Regions from separate parts of the Lactuca sativa genome. Here region 1 is linked to region 2. The links are chromatin contacts, called in public Hi-C maps. All regions are on one chromosome and are shown on one strand. Each heading gives the region's core, a stretch centred on a gene start, on an enhancer-like site or on the middle of the called end of the contact. The rest is flanking DNA. Distances are from core to core; before and after follow the strand shown.

Evidence for each region. A called contact is a pair of places that touch in the nucleus more often than the background predicts.
Region 1: a contact with region 2 is called in a Hi-C map of leaf, with 6 times the contacts expected there. The contact joins the promoter of LOC111914969 here to the promoter of LOC111914968 in region 2. A contact is called at or near these places in 2 of 4 Hi-C or Micro-C datasets (leaf and seed).

The regions. Positions count from the first base shown.
Region 1 is chr8:202,144,397-202,149,799 of Lsat_Salinas_v11, forward strand. LOC111914969 (acetylserotonin O-methyltransferase) reads right to left here and starts at 1,884. Exons shown (of 2, transcript XM_023910676.3): 1 at 1,083-1,884; 2 at 103-511. The coding sequence starts at 1,847. The coding sequence ends at 215.
Region 2 is chr8:201,992,390-201,998,231 of Lsat_Salinas_v11, forward strand. It overlaps LOC111914968 (L-ascorbate oxidase homolog), which reads right to left and starts at 2,029. Exons shown (of 8, transcript XM_023910675.3): 1 at 1,818-2,029; 2 at 1,527-1,636; 3 at 796-1,066; 4 at 593-695; 5 at 168-513; 6 at 1-80. The coding sequence starts at 1,967.

The sequences.
Region 1 (5,403 bases), core at 634-3,133, 150 kb after region 2:
AACCCGACTAGTTATTTTGACCATCTTATCGGACCAGTCATATAGATGTCACAAGTGTCCCCAACAAAAAAAAAAAAATCATAAATACACGATGTCTACATGTATTAGAAAACAAGTTACACTTTTATTGGAAAACAAAACATCATTACAAACATCAAAACCAAAGAGGTCATTCTCAAATAAAAACTATTTACGAAGATTAAAAGACCGAGGTTCATGGATAAACTTCAATAACAGATTGATAAGTTCTAATGTGTTTTATAGTGTAACGAGTGAATCCAGCCTCAGTAAACACGTAAGACCATTCTTTTAAAGTTCGTTCTTTCCCGGTGCTTGTATGAGCCATCATCACCATGTCAAGCATCAATACCACGTCTTCAAAGTCATGGTTTTCTTCAAGTCCAACAATTGACTCTACAATGATCACCTTTCCTGTATCTTGAGGAATAGCCTCTCGACATTTTCTTAGTATGTCGATGCATTCATGGTCTCCCCAGTCATGGAGTACTTTCTACAATATATATATATTCAAACATGATCAATGGGGAACAAGTTAAATCTTTCTAAAGGCTCTACAAATCATAATGAACCCCGCCACTCAACCAAGGTGGCCCACGATAAGAGTGGGCATCTATCCAGCCCACCTCATATACCAAAATTAGTTAAAAAATATCCAAAAGGATCTTTGTAAATTGCACTTAAAAATTTTCTGATTTGAGGGTGTTTGAAAGTTTGATTAAGTATTAATGATAGTGTTTTCTCATTAAGGCACGTTATTTCTAGATTAAAGTATGTGAGAATCAAATCTATAAACTAACTTCTAATGTTTAATTCAGAGTGACCACTCGTCACTTTGATGATGGCTATCCATGATTTGGGGTGAATGGTATATTAATTCATTCAATAAATAAGAACTCTTACTTTCCATTAGTCCATATATATGTGTATTTATATTCGTTTTTTTATTTATATTTGTTTATCACTTGGAAAATTTTGTACAACCACCTTTCCATTTTACTATATTCATCAGCAATCACTAAATAGGTATGTTTTACTAAAAGACTTCAAATAAATTCACTAACCATTAGATAAGTAGCATCAGTTTTTGGAATATGATCAAACATGTTACCTCCAACATGTTCTACACCTCTACATACGGGAGCCACCGACACTACATGAGGCAAATCGAAATTAATCCCTTTGATCCATGGACAAGCCTCAACAATCAATCGTAGAGCCGTTCCATCACCACCACCAACATCCACCACCGTCTTCAGCCCCTCAAACACCTCCGGACAACCCTCAATCACCGCCCCGACCGCCACCCGAGCATCACAAGCCATTGCATCATCAATAAGCTTACTATGTCCAGGATTCGCTGCTGCGAATTTCCATACATCATCCCCATGCGCTGCCCCAAAAGGCAAGTTTTTGTTGCTCAAAACCCTAGCACTTAGCTTCTGCCATGGTGCTAACATCACCGGACTGCTCTCTAAAAGCACAAAATCGGCCATACTATGCTTTCCACGCCTAGTTAGAAGCCGGGACAAAGATGTTTGAGCATATCCTAGGGATGTTTCTGATATGGGTTTTTCTTGAAATATCTTATACTGGATTAAGAACCTCATGATCCTATACAGTGAGGATGATGAACACCCGAGCTCCGATGCAAGTTCAGCAAGTGGCATTGGGGTTTCTTGTTTTTCGAGGATATCGGGTATACCGAGCTCAATGGCGCACTTAGCCACAGCCATTGGAGTGAAACCAAAAACATATTTCCAGATTTCTCTTGCGGCTGCTTCTTCTTCTTTGGAATCAACTTTCTCCATGTTAATTTCTGCAGACATATTTAATCTTAAATTGAATGCATAAATGTGAGGATGATCAAGGTCCCTTTAAATAACAATAAATCTTGCATGGTGGGATTTATGTTCAATTATTTATTCAGGAGTTTTTTATTTTTAAATTGAATAGTTTAACGTTAGGTGTGTTTGTTTTTTTTATTTTTAAATTGAATACTTTAATGTCATTAATAAAATTCATTTCTTCTCAACCGCCTTACCAAACTAATGGCCCATTAACACAAAGGCACACATATACATCCGGTTAATACTCGCATACCAAGAGTTGAAATATTAATCAATACACTACAAGAATAAACACCTATGGGGACGAGTTTTATAGGGACGACATTAGTCGTCGCTATAAGTCTTTCTATAGGGACGACATATCGTCGCTATAGAGTTGACCATTTTTTATTGACTTTTTAAGATATATGGACGATTTGTTGTCTCAACATGTTAAGCAAGCGGGAAAAATAAGGGATTGGCGTGTTCTTTAGAGATCTATAGGGACGACTTGTCGTCCCCATAGCTTTCTATGCCCAAAAAAATATATATTTTTAATCTATTTAGCTGGAAAATAAAAAACGATGTTGTTTGTGGGTATAGGGACGATCGATCGACCCCATAGGGTTATATTCTTAGGATCCCATTGCGTTTGGTCGTCTCCGGTCTCCGGTCTCGGATTTCTCTTGGAGCTTGGGTGCTCATCGAATAGCTTGTCTGAGGATCCGTCTTCCCCCTTTCACTAACCGTAACGCCTCCATCTCTATTTCTCGTTCATTCAAGGCTTAGAACTCAAGCAAATCTCTATATTTCTGTGTTGAAGCTCGTGCCCATCTCTATATTTCTGTGTTTTTTTGTTCCTTCGTCTCCATCCTTAACTCGTGATTTTTTATGATTTCACAGTTGCTCTCTTAGTTGCTGTCTTAGGATGCGATTTGCTCCCACATTTCTAGTTCCCCAGCTTATTAAAAGGTATTTTGTTTTAGCATTGATAATCATAATTGCTTACTCATGTACAGTATTCACATATTTACTTTAATTGTTATTTACAAATTAGTTCAATTGTTGAAATCCTTTGTTTTTCTCATATCTTGTTGAGAATTTCTTATGTTTGCTTAAGAAAATCCATTAATCAGTGTGTTTAGTGAATATCTGGCAGGGGCAGCAGCAATTAGGGCAACAACAATTAGGGTAGTCTGAATAGGTACAACAACAACAATAACTCCAGTTGCAGCTTTTGGAACCCATCAATAACATTGGAAATCTCGGGTAGTTTTCTTGTTGCTTTTGTTCTCTACGCTTTTTGTGTTTTATCATATATATCATTATGCATATGAAATATCCTTATGGTGTTTGGATGTTTTTGTAAATGTCTAAATGATGGTTTATATATTGTTGGAATTGATACTTTTTAATCAGACATGATAATTAACACACTACGTCTCCAATCTTTATAAATCATGTTAAAGAGTAAAGATTAATCTACTGGCTTTATTTTTGTCAAGAAATACTGTTAGTTTTGGTCTTCCTTTCCTCAAGGCTTTGCATTACCTTTGATAATGCTGCTAAGTTGTTAGTTTTTTGAATATATAATCCGCTAATACAATCATATATGATATATGACATGTCATGTTAAGTGATTTTCCTTATTATATGGTCTATTAGGTTCATCATTATTGATTTAAATCTGCTTATTAAAGGCCTAGATAACGTTGTGTTCACAGATAAAGCTGAATTTTATCAAGAAAAAAATTATATTTTGTGACATGATATTGGGAAAATAAATAATATATAATAGCATCCAAGAAATGATAGGGATCAAAATTGTAGTTATTTAAAAGATAAAGGGTATATTGTATTTTGTAAATTGTATACCTTAGCAATACTTATAGTGTGCTACTCCATTGCCTTATGTATAGTAGCTCTATCATGTTCCCTCATGCTGTCATTTTGATGTTCATATAAAGGTTTTCAAAACATCTTATTTTTTACTTCTTTATTTAATAAAAATACTTGGGTTTTTTTTAATATTGTACTACCTATTAAATTCCTCAATGCAACATAGTCCACCATTAACTAAAACAAGGGCCCCAGCTTCTAGCATCCATTCACCTACAAGTTCCTTGGATTGAATTATAGAGCATTCCATTCCATCAGGTAAAACAAACAACTTTTTTTTCAATTCTTGTGGAATCAGGGATTCCGTTCCAATTCCATCCTACCAAAAAAAACAAGTCTCACCTCCATCTTTGACTACTGTAACAGTCAATCCATCACTAGTGCTTCCCAATCCAGTAGTAATAAAGGGAAAATTCCCTTTATAAAGTCTCACTTTGGCCATTTAAGTTGCACTGTTTCTCCATTTTTGCTTGCGAGTTATAGAACTTCCTCTTGCATGGGTCTTGATTTATATCGTCCCTGATATTCATTGAAACTATATTTTTTTTTAATTTAATTTTCTCCGTGTTTGGAAATAAAAAAAGTTATGGGTTTCATGGAAGAGATGACATATGTTTTCTTTTGTACATCAACTCTGTTCTATAAGTTCCTCAAGTACAATCATTACTCCATTATTAATAATAACACAAACTACATATCCATTATTAATAATAACACAATTTCTGAAATTTGATTCTTTCTCTGTAATTCTTTCTTGTTATGTCACCATCTTTCTTGATCTTTGAAGTTAGTGTCAAATAATACTCTTCTTACCTACTTAATTTCATAGTTTTATCCAAAATTGTGCTTATGTTTTCTATTCCTTTTGGGTATAATCAAAAGTTGTGATTTTTAGTGTTAATCTTCATTTACGTTACTTCATTCCCTTTGAACCTTCTAATTTGTCCATTGCTTCAAGTTTCAATGGTTTGTGTGCCTAAAAGATTACATAATCTGAAGTTTTGGCTTTACTTTTAGAATTTATACATGAACACCATTTTATAATAAGTTCTCATTCATGAAGGTGTTATTTATTATAACTATGTAATTGTTTGTTGGCATTAATTATCAATCCATGCTATCGTTTTTCATGCCCCATTTTTCAAATCTACTTCATTCATATGTAAAATATCTAACATTACTTGACGCCCATTAAACTTCACTTCAAATGCTACATTGTACCTCTAACTTTTAAAGCAGACTTCATATCTCCAATCTTGCAATAAGCATTAATCAATGTGTTTGGTGAATATCAGGTAGGGGCACCAACAATTAGGGCAGTCTGAACAGGTACAACAACAACAACTCCAGTTGCAGCGTTTGGAAATATCAGGTAGTTTTTTTCTTGCTTCTGTTCTTCTCTACTGTTTTTGTGCTTTATCATATGAAATATCCTTATGGTGTTTGGATGTTTTTGTAAATGTCTAAATGATGCTTTATATATTGTTGGAATTAATACTTTTTAATCAGACATGATAATTAACACACTACGTCTCCAATCTTTATAAATCATGTTAAAGAGTAAAGATTAATCTACTGCCTTTTTTGTCAAGAAATACTGTTAGTTTTGGTCTTCCTTTCATCAAATTCACATAGGAGTGAACCCTATTCCCAAAAA
Region 2 (5,842 bases), core at 779-3,278:
TTGTTCTTGTGATGTTAATCTGTCCATAATGATATGAGCCTTGTGGGTTCGGTCGTGGTCCACTAGCAGTCAAATTAGTCCTGGAAAATAAACAAAATGTTAGAACACAACTTAATTAAACTGTCGCAAAAAATGTTGAGCCGTTGGGAAAGATGATATATGTTTACCTGATGGATCTAGCTTGGTTTAATGACCAGGTGATGTCAGTGTCGATAGGTGGCGGCGGTGTGCCGGAAACAGCCTTGCCGGAGTTTGAATAGCGGAGGATGGCGGTGGTGTTGAGGTTTTGAGTAGCGAATCGGGAGGAAACTGCAATGTAGTAATCTTGAGGGGCTTGATCTGCAGTGACCAAAACAGAGTATGATTGTCCCACGTGGATGTCAAGAGATGACAACAATGTTTGGACGGTGTGGGTCCCTTCAACTTCCACTAATGTCATCGTGTGATTTTCAATTCTGAAATTTAGCGAGTTTTGTAGGCCCACATTCGATATCCTTAACCTATAAGTTTTACCTGATACAATATCAATATCAGTATCAGTATCAACATGATCATTCAAAATAATCAGTTTATCCATGTTATTATAATGTACCTTGCTCGACATTATATGATACGCCACCATCTCCACGACCGTTAATTAAGATTCCATCGGGAAAAGGAAGTCTCCATCCGAGATCCATAATTTTCTCGAGTCTCTGTAACACATAATATAATAAAACATTTTTATTATCGATAAAAAAAAAATTATTCTTTCCTTTGATTAAATGTAATGTAGATAGTGATTAGTTTATATACCGTGTGATTCGTTGAATAGGCGTCGCCGATAAGAATAGAGTAATCATCAGCTGGATCTGGAAACGGAACCGGAATCCGGGGTCTACTAAGGATTTTGATGGCTCCATAACCACCTGCAGCCTTTTGGAATCCGATAGATGGAAAATAGAAAAAGCTTCCAATCTGATCTTTCACTTGTAATTTATATGTGAAGTTTTGACCAGGTGGAATCGGGCAATTTGTCCCATAAACTCCATCTTGGTATGAATTCCGTCTTTGTTGTATGCCATTCCTGTGTTCAAGAACACAAAATCACGTTAGAATCAATGTTAAATTAGTAACTTTGCAAGAATTAAAAAGATAGTTAAGTCATTTGTCTTGACAAAACAATCATAAATTACCATTTGTTAATCGGCATATTCTTAAACTTGTTTTCTTATTTAAAACGCCAAAAATGCAAAAATAAAATAATATAGCATAAAGCATCATTTCGTACGTCGTAATCAGTCTACATTGAATAATTAAAAAATAACATCATACATAGTTGTAATTAACGCGGAATATGGAATAGGAATGTTCACATGATCATTTCCTAATGTTCACACATCATTGATCATATAATTAAATGCATTACTTTTGTTTGCGTATTATGCATTATTTTATACACATCTTAATGTCCACTACATTCATTCTACATCACTTATTTTTATTATACATTATGCATTAAAAGTTATCCAGCATTGAGAGATTACCATGAAATGAGAAAAGGCTCGGGCAAGTTGTTAAAGACATTGATGATGAGATTATCGTTTGTGACCGAATATATTTCCGGACCTGGAAACTGCCCGTTTATCAAAATTCCCTGCAAAATTAGACACGAAAAGCGTCAACTCAGCGAGACAAAATACAAAATTCAAGTGTTCATATATATGATCGATCAGTCTTTATCAAACACTGGTAGAATGGAGTCGACTCAAGGTTCGAACTTTTGATGAACTATCGTACAAAATATTTATAAATTAAAGAATCTTATGAAATTTTACCTGTTGAAGGACGCCCATAGGGTATATGTCTCCATACGTAACATTCCAAGTAAAGAATCGATACGGATCCTCAGCATTGACAATCGCAACAAGACAAAGAACTACACACAAATAGTTTGACCTAACAAATCCTCCGTAACGTTTTTGCATATTTTCAAGGATGGTTAGAGAGAAATGTGAGAGATAGAGAGAGAAAGTAGAGAAAGTTGATTTTGCATGGAGAGTTTAGTTGAAGGATAGTGTTTATATAGGAGTCGTCTTTGTGAAGCACATGGACCCACTTGTGCGTGTATACATTCAACCTTTTCAAATGAATGCTAATTAAATATTATGAAAAAGATATGCCATAATCTGTTTCATATTAGGAGTAGGGCCACCATGTAAGAATATAATAGAAATATCGATGGTTATAAATAGTTTTTCCTTTTATATTACAGCTGGTGATTAAAATGAATAAGTATGATGATTAATCGGGTAAAAGGTGATGAAAATATATTTCGTGGAGTATTCTTCTTATAAACATGTTTTATGTATGTTTTGGGTTGATTTATATAAGATAATTAGCATGTTAAAGATTATTAAGAAGCACATTTTACATTGATAGTTGAATCTTTAAATGAAACTCAATATATCCTAAACAATTTCTAATTGTCTATTTTATATTTAAGCCTTTAATTGCTTGGTGTATTATACGTATGTGATGAACGGGCGAGTATGTGTATGTTTGATTTTTTTTATGTGAATGAACGAAAGATATATATAGTAACATTGTTTCTAAGTACTTAGCTTTTTGTTAACTTAGCCCATTTCAATTTTAGTAACAATTATTGAAATTGTCCATATGATTTGTCAAAACTGCGTATTTGGTATCTAACCATTTTTTTAATACTTAGATTGTTCCTATAGTTTGTTTTTGTTGTGCTTTTAGTCACTGACAGACATAAAAAGATTATAATACTGTTTTTTTTTTTTCACTCTGACAAACAATGTATGAACTCATATACCGACTCTTTATGAGCTCTAGCGAACATTAAACTCAGGTGAACATCAAAACACCGGTGATCACCACACCCTACACATCCCATTTTATCCCCTCTTCTTCATATCTTTAGAATTCTCTTTCTCATGGTTGAATTATCTTCCCTAGTTATGCACTCACTTCATTACCTCTTTTCATGTATTTCTTCTTGTTGGCCACCACAACACCGCCTTCAAAATCAGACTAGTCTCAATGAGGTCAAGTTCAACGGGGTGGAGGCACACTCCGATTTTCCCCTCCCAGTGGTTTTGGGGGAAATGGTACCGAGTTCTATCTGTGGCCAAAGCAATGAAGCACTTAATGGGAAATTGTGTTGCTAAGGATGTTGTTGTTATCTCTTCGGGGAGGGATCGAACCTGGGTTCGCCGGGTGTTATCGCATACTTCCCTATCGGATGTTACTGTTCGTTGCACCAAAATCGTCGTTAAAAAAAATCAGACTAGTGGTTTCTATTGAAATTGATGGAGGAATATCGAAAGTTGATGAAATAGACTAATCCCGAGAGTTTCCTGATGAAATCGATGGATGCATATATGATTCATGAGTTGTAGGCGGCTTAGCTTCTACTGACGAAGCTCGCAGAGGTGGAGCTTGTAGAGGAAGGTGACAATGGTGATGGTGGTTTCGATTTAGGTCAAATATATTAGAGGAATTGTGGAAGTCAATGTGCTTCTAGGTTGCAGATCCAAACGGGGACGAGACCAAGTGCAACTAATGTGGTCCGATGACCTACCTAATTTTTTTAATTTATCTAAAATTTCTATAGAAAATTTTTAATGACCTACCTTAAAAATAAATTTAAGAACTACCTTACCTATAAATCCTTTGAAACTGTTTAAAAAATTTTCTATAACAAAATTAGTGAACAATATAGTTTTTTATTCTAAACTCGTCACTAGATTCGAAAGTTGTATTTTTTGGTTACCATTTTAAGTTTTGATTTGGGTTATCCTTTTGTTTTTTTGGGTTGACAATGGGTTGCAAACATGCTTTTAAATCTGGGTTAAAGACGAAATTTAGATTTTCATAAGATTTTGAAATTATGTTGTTTTTCTAGAAGAGAAGTATAGTATCAAAAACCACTGGAATCTATAAGTGCGCAGGTGAGGTGTGACAAGTGAAAGAAAGTACAATGGTTGGGTCAATGGAGAAAGAAAACCTAGTAGCGGTGGCATTTGGCGACAATGGTGGTGGCTAACGACAGTAATAGCGGTGGCGGTCAAGGGCACTGGTGACGGTCTTCTTCAAGTATAGTGTTGGTGTTGGTGTTCAATGGTAGTGGTGGGCCAGGGTGATGGGTGGAGGTAGGGATTTTTAATTTTTTTAATTAGGAAATTATATATAAATAATAAATTAATTAAAAAATAAATAAATAAAGATACTACCATAGTATTGTCTTTTTATATAAGATGGGATCGAAAAATGCAACAACATAAAACGATTAAAACAGTTCGAGTACAAAATAAAGTTAAAGACTAAAAACACAATTTTGTTTAAATATTTATCGTGAGAAAAAAAAAAAAAAAAAACCATTGACATCTGCGTACGCTATGGTTGTAAAAAGGGTGGTGTATTTTATAATTTTTATTCACAGTTCGTGCCTTATATTTTTCAATAATAACACATTCATACGTACCAAAACATTTGTAATAAACATAGAAGCTTGTATATTTATATAACATATAGAGTTTTCCTCAAATGTGATTTTGTTACAAAAGAATGCTTTGTCACACGATATTTAATATTTCCAGTTTTAGGTTTCAATACTATTAACCTTAAGTAAAAATCTTGTCTTTTACGACATGACATTTCCATAATTTATCTTTTTTCCAAAATCGGCTAATTTAGAACGCTAAAATGACTTCATAGAGTAGTAATTTAAGTAATAATTATATAAAATACAGGTTATGACTTATGAGATGATACAAAATATAAATAAAAACTTTAATATATAAAGTTAATATGTGTGACTTCTACGCTATTAAATGTGCTTACCAAAATCCTAAACTAAAGCGAACGCGTAGGACCCGTGATCAGCGAGAACGAGATACACGGGAATTCCATGTGTACTTTCTTTAAACAGCTCAGAGGATTTAATCGCATCCGTCTCCAAATTGTGATGAAGCTTCAATGGCCCACTCGTACGGTGGACCCGCGGCGAATTGACGGTGGAGATTAGCACCAGCTTGATATAGTTGTACGCGCTTAACAGCTAATATATTGGGAGGAACTAGACCGCCGCAAATTATACATGTTCTTTTGGACTAAATACGCCCCAATCATTTTTAATTTAATTTTTTTTTATTTGACTTGTATAATCTATTAATTGAAGTGAAATAATATAAAATCCAATTTCATACTTGCATGTGGATATTAATGCTGTAAAAGTGTCACACATTTGTAGAGTTTGTTAGACTCCAATTGAAAATCGGAGTATGGGCAGCAAGTATAATTTGATCAAATACAAAAGGTAACTTTGAGATGTATAACTAATTTTTAATAGATATTTCAAATTATTTCAATGTTTGAAAAAAAAAATTAGTGATGAGCCATCAATCGGAACAAACTTTAATCTTTCTACAATTTATAACAAACACTCTTTGTATCAAAACTTAACAAAATAATCAAGAGACAAAAGTAAAGTAACACTTTTACATACATCTTAAAATTCAAACAAAACATTTGCTAAATATCAAAAAGCTAAGAAATATTAGTGTACTAGTTGTAACACCCGTATATTATACGGATTGATTAAAACAAAATGTTAAATAGGAACAATTAAATGAAATGTTTATTTGAATTTGAAAATTATGAAAAAAAAACATGCAAAAAATAAATTAATTAAAATTTTATGTTTAGTTATCAAACTCGTGTATTAAATAGGTTAATTATAACAAAATGTTAAACACAATTGTTTAAAATGTAAATTTATTTGAAACTGAAATATAAATTTAAAATTTAAAATTAATAGTCATTATGGTTGGTT